2 separate regions of the Hordeum vulgare genome follow, and region 2 is linked to region 1. Evidence: chromatin contacts called from public Hi-C data. All regions are on one chromosome and are shown on one strand. The core of a region is the stretch at or near the end of the contact, and the rest is flanking DNA. Distances in the headings are between cores, read along the strand shown. Region 1 holds the start of LOC123426733 (probable receptor-like protein kinase At1g49730). Region 2 holds the start of LOC123426736 (thioredoxin M3, chloroplastic-like).

The links. A called contact is a pair of places that touch in the nucleus more often than the background predicts.
Region 2: a Hi-C map of seedling shows a contact between it and region 1, with 3 times the contacts expected there. The contact joins the promoter of LOC123426736 here to the promoter of LOC123426733 in region 1. A contact is called at or near these places in 1 of 6 Hi-C or Micro-C datasets (seedling) and 1 of 1 datasets of contacts at active chromatin or transcription factors (embryo).

What each region holds. Positions count from the first base shown.
Region 1 is chr2H:476,881,954-476,886,296 of MorexV3_pseudomolecules_assembly, reverse strand. It overlaps LOC123426733 (probable receptor-like protein kinase At1g49730), which reads right to left and starts at 2,161. Exons shown (of 9, transcript XM_045110609.1): 1 at 1,761-2,161; 2 at 249-638. The coding sequence starts at 1,848.
Region 2 is chr2H:477,301,081-477,305,423 of MorexV3_pseudomolecules_assembly, reverse strand. It overlaps LOC123426736 (thioredoxin M3, chloroplastic-like), which reads left to right and starts at 2,540. Exons shown (of 4, transcript XR_006622313.1): 1 at 2,540-2,896; 2 at 3,674-4,343. It overlaps LOC123426735, which reads right to left and starts at 2,228. Exons shown (of 4, transcript XM_045110611.1): 1 at 63-2,228. The coding sequence starts at 1,954.

The sequences.
Region 1 (4,343 bases), core at 912-3,411:
AGTATTATTCTCCCTCTATAAGTTACAAAATACAAAAGTAATGCATGGCCAACATTTTGTTAAGTGCACTGACGGGAGAAAATTGGAACCTTGAAGAGCACTCAGCCCCTGAACACTAAAAAAGCAGCCCGCTGTATCAAGAGTAGATATGTTCCCTTGACTCACAAAAGCAACAAAGGCAGCATCACGACAGGTATTCAATGTGACATTATCTTGTTCTCCCACAAGATGGCGGAGGTATGACAAACCAGAATTTAAGCATTTCTTGCAGCTAACGTCATCTGGAAGTGAGGTTGCACAATTTCTAGTCACGTCACTGAAATTCGGGGACTTTAACATTTGGAGGATAGTAGTCATCCCAACACACTGATAGGACGCCTGAATCTTGATCCCAAGGCCACAAAATGAAGCTGCGGTCGGAAGTATCCCATTGGACACGAAGGTGTCTGAGATATTGCTAATACATGCATCGGCAAGTTCAGATGGAACACCAAGAGTGCCTGTTCTGTTCGCATACATTGCAGATGAGACCGCGAGGACGGCATTGATATAGCGGCAACACTTTGAGTGTCCATTCTGATCCGAGCATACAGAAGCTATCAGCGCAAAGTTCGGCCAACTGAAATCCAACGGACAATCTGCACGATCAAACAACAAACATGAGTACCGACGCAAATATGTAGATACATGATTGGCTGGCCTATAATCATAAACTTTTGAAAGAGGAGACTCGTCATTCTGTATCTTTGCTAAATTTCGCAAAACAGATGTCACACTCACACAGAAAGAGCAAAATGTGTAATTGATGTAGTACAGCAAGCCAACACTTATGCTCACTGTGCTCGTATCTAGCAGAAGTGAAGTTAACACCATTGGGAACAGGCCACATGACCAGCAGTCCAGCACTAGCTGGGTACGTGCCTAATGGATTGCCTGTCATAAATTTCATATCCATATTTCTCTCATTAGATCAGAACCGCTACGAAAACGAATATAGAGTATTTGATGGTACACTCTAGGGTCTAGGCTAGCACATATAAGCGAAAAAACAACCCATGTGCACGTGAGGAACATCAGGCAAATCAAAAATATCTCGTGACATTATCAGCGGTTCAGTAACGCCAAATGGCAGGACGGAAATCCTCACGGACAGCCAAGTCCAACGGCTATTGAAATCCAAGAGCCATGAAAGTCCATCGGCCCAGTCGTACGTGTACAGCGATCCCATTAGGTAAGCGAATTGAATGGCCTGAGGAAGGACTCCAACGCGATGGGGAGTGAGCAGAGGCGGTCCCTCCCTGCTCCCCTTGCCAACTACACTGCGTCTACAGAAGAACTGAAGAAGGCAGGCGAAAAATGCGCCCCGTACCAGTCGTGCTTAGGGATTGTTCCCGGGCTAAGTGACTCCATCTCGCACCTAAAAATGCCTTCTGTTCGCGTTCGCCTCTCCTAAAAATGCCCTACTCCTGCAGGTACTGTACTAATGATATTCTGGGCTGAATCATTAGAGAAAACTGAAAGGCGTTAGGGACTACTCATCGGATGGGCGTCGGAAGGGGAGAAATCGAAAACAATGATTGAGCGAAGCGTGCCCGCAGCCGTCGCCGTCGCCGTCACCATCGCCGACCGATCCCCTCGAACCCGCCCCAGATACCAAATGCAGCTAATGCTGCTCCGCCACTGGAGCGGAGTGGGCTTCGACCAGTTGCTAGAGACGGGAACAGGTGAAGATATTACATGGGGCGGCGAGAAGGGTTTACCTGCCGCGATCGCCGCGGGCGGAAGCGGGGCCAGGAGCGCGACGGCGGCGGCCAGCGCCGCGCAGAGGAGCGGCCCTGGACGCCGCATCCGGGGGCCGGCGGCGCGGCACAGGCCTCGTATCGGCCGCGGCGAGGGATGAACAGGAGCGGAAAGGTGTGGGGTTTGTCCGGGGAGGGGAGGGGAGGGCGAGGAAGGAAGGAATGGGATGCCAGGCTGACGCTGCCCCGACGCCAACCCAATATGCTCTGAGCTTGTGTTGCTGCGAGCCTGCGACTGCGGCCGCCGCTTTTCTTCTTTGCTTTGCGGGTCGCAGCGCGGCGCCTTTTTTCTACTACCCGCGCCTGGGAGAGTGGGCGGGGGGCTTCGGGATGGGCTCCCTCCCGGTCACGGGCAACTGCGAATGCGAGCGACGCGGAGGATTTGGGGAGTCCGCTGCGCCTCCGCGGACCACGGGTGGGGTGCACATGGCGCGGTACTCTGACCCTCACCGGCCCAGGCGACCAAGCAAACCCCGACGCCGTATCCAAGGACCTGTACTGTGCGGGTGTGCATCGTTCGTGTCCTTTTGTGGCCGATGACCTGGTGAGCCCCAGATGCTTGCGGTCGATCACCCTCCAACTTGAGGTGAGGTGAGGGCCCTCGACGGTGGCCATTGAAACCATCCATGCACAAATCGATGGCGTGAACCAAAAAATCTCAGAATGATAAGTGTTACACGACTCACACAAAGCAAGTTGATCGAGACACCCCATCATCACGCATCTTAGGGCATCTTCAATCGTAACTTGTAAATTTGTTTTCGTATCCGTTCACAAACATGGATGTAAAAGTCCACCAAACAACCGTAGTCACATAAATTTCTAACATCATTCAAACTAACCAGTCGAATTCGTGCAAATAGGTCGATTATCAAAGTTTAGATAGAAAATAGCACAAACTATTCTACATAGAATGCAAAATCAGTTTAGTACATCAATGTCACAGATTCGACTAGATTAATCGGGCGTTCAATACGTTTTTCATCAACCGATCATCCCCTCCCACACATAACACCCCCCCCCCACCTCAGCAAATATGTAAATATCCGTCCCTCTGTCCTGTGATACACCACAGCAGCATGTGCATGCTACATAATGTATGAACCAACATTGAATGAATGAATCGTTTAACAAGTTAACAAGTTAAGCAAGAGGAAGCAAAACTCGCGAGCTCATCCTGTGCCGCATGCAACGGCCAATTTGCCTCCAACTCATGAATCACGTTAAAAGACTTGCAACGCTGTTGTGGACAGCGTACCAGCGATGCGACATGACCTCACACTGCGTGCTTGAAATATGTACATATCGTAGGGCGTAATGTGCTTTTCAGAAGTGAAACAATTCATGCACCTGCTGTTATAAGGTCTCCCTTGTGCTCGTGCCTTTGAATTCCATGGATACGTCCAACCACACATCACACAACAACTCATCCTTCAAGCTCGAGTAGCTCACCATCCTTCGCACTCTAAAAACAACATGGTGTTCGAAAATAAGCTCAATGGCATTTCATCAAACACGTGTGGGGCGTGGTATCCGCAATAGAGGGCGGCAGAGTATACCTAGGTACAAACGACTCCAGGATGGGCAGCGGTCACAGAGGCGAGGAGGCGCCTCTGTGCTGGTGCAATTGCGGACGTCCGGCAATGCCTCTGTGGCAGCTGGAGACGTACAACAGCGGCATCGGAGGTGAAGGCTGCGGATGCAAAGCAAGGAGGAGAAGCGACGGAGTTGAAGGAAAATGGGACGGGGAGGGGTGATTGGGTGGATCGGGGGTGTCGAAATCCACTATCGCATGTCCAGACTCCCATAAAGCCTCACTCGTTGCCTTCAATTTGCGGGAAGAAGTACGTCTGAATCGTCGTGCACACCTATACAGGGTCGCGTTAGATGGCTTCCATGGTTCGGCTGTATGCAGGCGGTTTGTGAGTCGCCTTTGGAGATACCCTTACCACATTATCGCATGCATGCATACACTAAAGTTGTCATAGTGTTTACACTAAAGTTCCCATGATATGTTTTCAATATTTAAAGCTACCCATGAAAATCTCTTCTTTTTTAGCCATGTCGAATAAACATGTGTTGCCAGGCCAAGTTTTGGAATTTTATTTGTGAACCATTGCAAATTTACTTCATGGATCATGGAAATTCTTTACCAATTCACCATGGAAAATTATATTAATTGACCATGATAGTTTATGGTTCATGTAAATTTTGAGTCATTGATCATGCATTTTAAATATGTAGTTAATGATGGGTTTATTTTTAATTATGGACCATCTACAAAATTATATCCTTGGCAGGTTTTAGTAATTCACCATGGCAAGTTCTAATTTCTTAATTCTATCTTTTTTAATAAGTCAAAATTTATTTTAAACATAGAAGTAAAGGTAGTTGAAACATATCATGACAACTTCAGTATAAACAAAATAAAAATTATGTGCAATAGTCATGACAACTTTGAACAAGCAAAAAAATAGCTGAAACATATCGATATGAGATTTAGTTTTGAATATCCCGTTATGACGGATTTGTTGTGAAAACTTT
Region 2 (4,343 bases), core at 1,291-3,790, 420 kb before region 1:
ATTTTGAAAAATACTATCAGCAGAACGAAATAGCAGACAAATGGGAGGATGAAGAAACTTACTTTGGTCTTGAAGCATCAGACACGCTAGGTTGAATTGGAGGGTCATCTTCGATATCAATTATTTGAATAACCTTATCGTTTAACGGAATTTGGGCATACATGTCAGTATTACTAGCATTGTTGCCCACAGCTGTTCCAAAATCAAAATGCTGCTGATTTTGTACCTCCATTGAACATACAACATTGGAGCACTGACCGAAACCAGGATCATTTCGTATATCAGCAAGCTCGGGACTACCAATCAAGTTGAGATCACATATTTTAAATGAGCTAGATTGACCAAGGTCTTCCTCTTTTATCGTGACAAGAGCTTCATCTTTGATATTTGGTAATAATTCCACGCTATCTGTTGTTTTCCCTTTATCAGCTGAATCAATCAAGTCTTTATCTTGAGGCGGTGTATCAATATTATAAATCTGCACTTCTTCTCTCACTTGAAGCTTCGAACAATCGTGCTGAGAAGCCAACGTAGGATTTAATCCATCACATTCCTTAATTTCCTGAACTGTGTAATGTTGTGCAGTATTGTTCTGTTCTTCCATATCTCGTATTTCAGTTTGTGCTTCTTCTTCTTGGAGTCTCACTTGTTCCATCATTTGATTGCAAGCAACACTTGGGTCAGTATGTTCTAGGCAGACATGGTCATCTTTATTGTCTCCCTGGACATTATTCAAGGAGCTGTCATTTGCTGCTTCATCAATCACCATCAGAGGAGCCAGATCTACCTGTTCGGTTAATGCAGCATCTCTATGTGTTGATGCTCCATTCCTGTGCGCAAGTATTGATCGTGGTCTTGTTGGGGCTCTTGCAAAATTACAACTGCTCAGCAAATTCTGACAACCATCATGCAAATTATTTTCAACGCTTGATCCCTTCTCATCCAAGCTCTTGTCATGTTCAGACTTCTCGTCCATAATACTACCATCATCAGGCTTGTCATCTGAGGGCAACGGTGAATGATCTATCTCTCCCTCCTCAACAACACCAGAAGAAGCATTATTATGAATACTCTCACTGTTGATCCCTTTCTCAACGACCTCCGAATCAGACACCTTACTATCCTCCTCCATTTTATTAGCCTCATTCTCATTCTGCATCCCTTGCACGGCATCAGCATCCTTCCTGACATTACTGTTAGAGCTCACCTTTGAGCCAGTATCCTCCAACTCCGACTCCCCCACAGCCTCCACCTTTGATGTCTGTCTCTCTCCGGCCACGCCGGAGATGCTACTCCCAACCTCATCGATCCCAGCACTCACTCGCCGGTCCCTCCTATACACAGGAGCCCTATCTTCCTCGTCATCATCACCATAATTCCGGCTATCCAGATAATCCCTACTCCTCTCCCTGTCCCGGCCCCACTCTGAATTCCTGTTGTAAGCCCCAAACTTCCTCTTCCCCCTCCCATTGTAGTTACCATTGTCACCGCCATTGTAATCACCACCATGGTTCCGGCGCGAGCGGGGGTTAGGATTACCGTACTCGTCGTCAAGACGCTGCCGGCCGTTCCGGCGGGACTCGTAGAACGCGGGGGCTTCCTGAGCCTGCGGCAAAGGAGGCGCGGGCGGCATCTGGCCCCATCCAACACCAGCGCCACCGCCTCGCTGCAGCGATGCCGGCGGGAGCACGCCTTTGGCCACCAGGTACTCGGCGGCGAGGCGTCCCGCCTCCATGAGCACCTCGTACCTGTGCCGCGCGGGCGCAACCGCCTGAATGGAGGGCGGCGGCGGAGGTGGCGGCGGCTGGTAGAAGTGCTTGTGGCCGCGGCCGCCGCGCGCGAAGGGCGGCACGCGGCTGCGGCCGCCGCCGTGCTGCGGGTAGTTCATCCGGGGGTGGTCGAATCGGTGCGGCTGCAGGCTGACGCCCTGCTGCTGCTGCTGCCCCCGATCCATCCGCAGATGCAACACGACAGAGACCACGCAACCGTAGAGAAATGCGAGAAATCGCGCGCGCGGGCGAACCGGAGGAGGGAGGGCGGAGGCTCACGGGCGGACGACGGCGGCGGCGGGGCGCCGGGCCATCGATCGGGAGCCGGCGAGATTTGGGGCCTCCGAGGCCGGAGCTGCGCTTTCCGTTTCGCGACGAAAAGGAGGGAAAAAAAATAGTGCGAGGATAATTTGCTTGCAGCTGCAGGTGGAGAGGGGAAATGATTTACGAGTCAAACGAGAAGCTCTGATTCGTTTTGCTGTTTGGACGGTCGTTTCGGCTTGGGGTTGGGGTTGGTTTCTGGAGGGGTGCGTGCACACGTGGATCGGCGAGTTGTTGACACGGTGACACGTGGGTCCCGGTGACGTTTCGTGGGCCATGCGCCCCGGCTCTTGGTTAGGTTGGCCACGCTCATGGGGCCGACGGTGACGGTGGGTGGGCGAGAGAAAGAGATGTTGTTAATCCCTTTGATTATTCATGGGATGGGAAAGAATGGAATATCTCGTGCGAGAATTCATTCGAGTAGTAGTAGTATTTCTGGTGGTATTCCCGCGAAGCGAAGGCTCCCGGAAATGAGTTCCAACGGACCGCGTGCTGCGTGTGCGTCTCGTAAGTTTCCACCCACCACGTTCTCCGCCACGACTCCTCCCGGCTCTCAAACTCCCCAAACCAAATCATGGCCGCCGCGGCCTCACGGCACCTCTGCTGCGCCACGGCGCTGCTGTCTCCCTCCGCCGCCGCGGCGCCCATCCGCCGGAGGGTTGGCTACGGCTACGGCTACGGCTCCTCCTCCACCCGCCGGTGGCCGTGCCGCCGGTGGGCCCACGGGCCGGACGCCGCGTCCCGGATCCGGCGCCCGACGACTGGCTCGAGCACAGCCAGGGTGAGCTGTGCCTACTCTACTGGCGGTAAGGGCTTCCTCGCTGAGTGATCCCCGTTTTAAGCTTCAGTTAGTGGGCTCGTTAACCGCTAGCTCCATTTCCGTTTCACTCGGACGTCAGCCATGTCTTCGTTCCTCATATGTCATATGATTGATTGCTAGTCCTTGGTGAAACGGAAATGGAACAAGCGGTTAACGAGCCCACGAACTGTGTTTGCTGCTACAAGATACGGAGTAGAAGGGTGGATCATATGATTAAGTTCAGGCCACTAGACTATATATGTTGCGAAGTTGAACCGTGTGCCTGGCAATTCCAATTCCTCGCTGTAAAATTGAATTTATATGCTAATACTTACTAGTCTAATGTGTACTATGCAGGAAAATGCAGCCCCATGTTCACTTCTTAGATTACTTGTTCCGTTAATAAACGTAGTGAGAAGTAGTACCAGTAGGCATTGTAATTTGTACGCCTAGCCCTATTGTGTTATTTGGCTGACCTACGCATTTTATCTAGTCCTATGTCATGGCTCTCTCGCTCACCATCATGGCACTGTCAGACTGTCAGTTCGCACAAGCTGCGCTGTTGCGTAAATCCTTCTCTTTCAGAATATAAGAAGAACCAATTAGCTTAGTTAATCTTTGTGATTCACCTCACTGAATACTAGTAGCTACCTACACACTTCTTTCACGTGTTCGGTTTTCTGAAATCTGTTGTAATTAACTTCATCTGTTTTGAGTTTTTTTTGTGAACTTAGTCTGCATACGTAGAGAAGTTGTAACAGTAGTGTTCTTTCCATTTGTACAGCTGAAGCAATCACTGCATGTTCCTGGAACCAAAATGTTATCTGCAGTGATGTGCCTGTGCTTGTGGAGTTTTGGGCCTCATGGTGTGGACCTTGTAAAATGGTCCATCGAATTGTCGACGAGATTGCAAACGAATACGATGGAAGGATAAAATGCTATAAGCTTGACACTGATGATTACCCACAAACTGCAACTTCCTACAATATCGAGAGGGTTCCGACCGTTTTACTGTTCAAGGATGGAGAGAAAATACATAGTATTACTGGAACTCTGCCAAAAGCCGTCTATGTGAGGGCCATTGAGAATTCTTTCTTGGAACAGTGACCATTTTGGTTACGATGTTATATTGCTACTTGGTCCAGATTCATATTCCCATATACTTGATTTTTCACTGCCAGCTAGTGGAAAGAGTAGGGAAGGTAAAGTTGGGCTTACAACTTGAGCTTCTTGTTATCCCTTAGCTACACAACTTACTGTAAATATTGATGTACTGCTGAAAAAGGATTGTTGGACCTCTTTATTTTTCCTTGAGGGCTGTAATGAATCATGACTTTTATCATTGATGTGAAACAGGGTCAAATATTTAAGGCCCTTAGAAATATCTTGCTAAATGAAGTGAAATTAAGATTTTTTGTTATACTTTACATTATGTGCCTCACATTTATATCTGT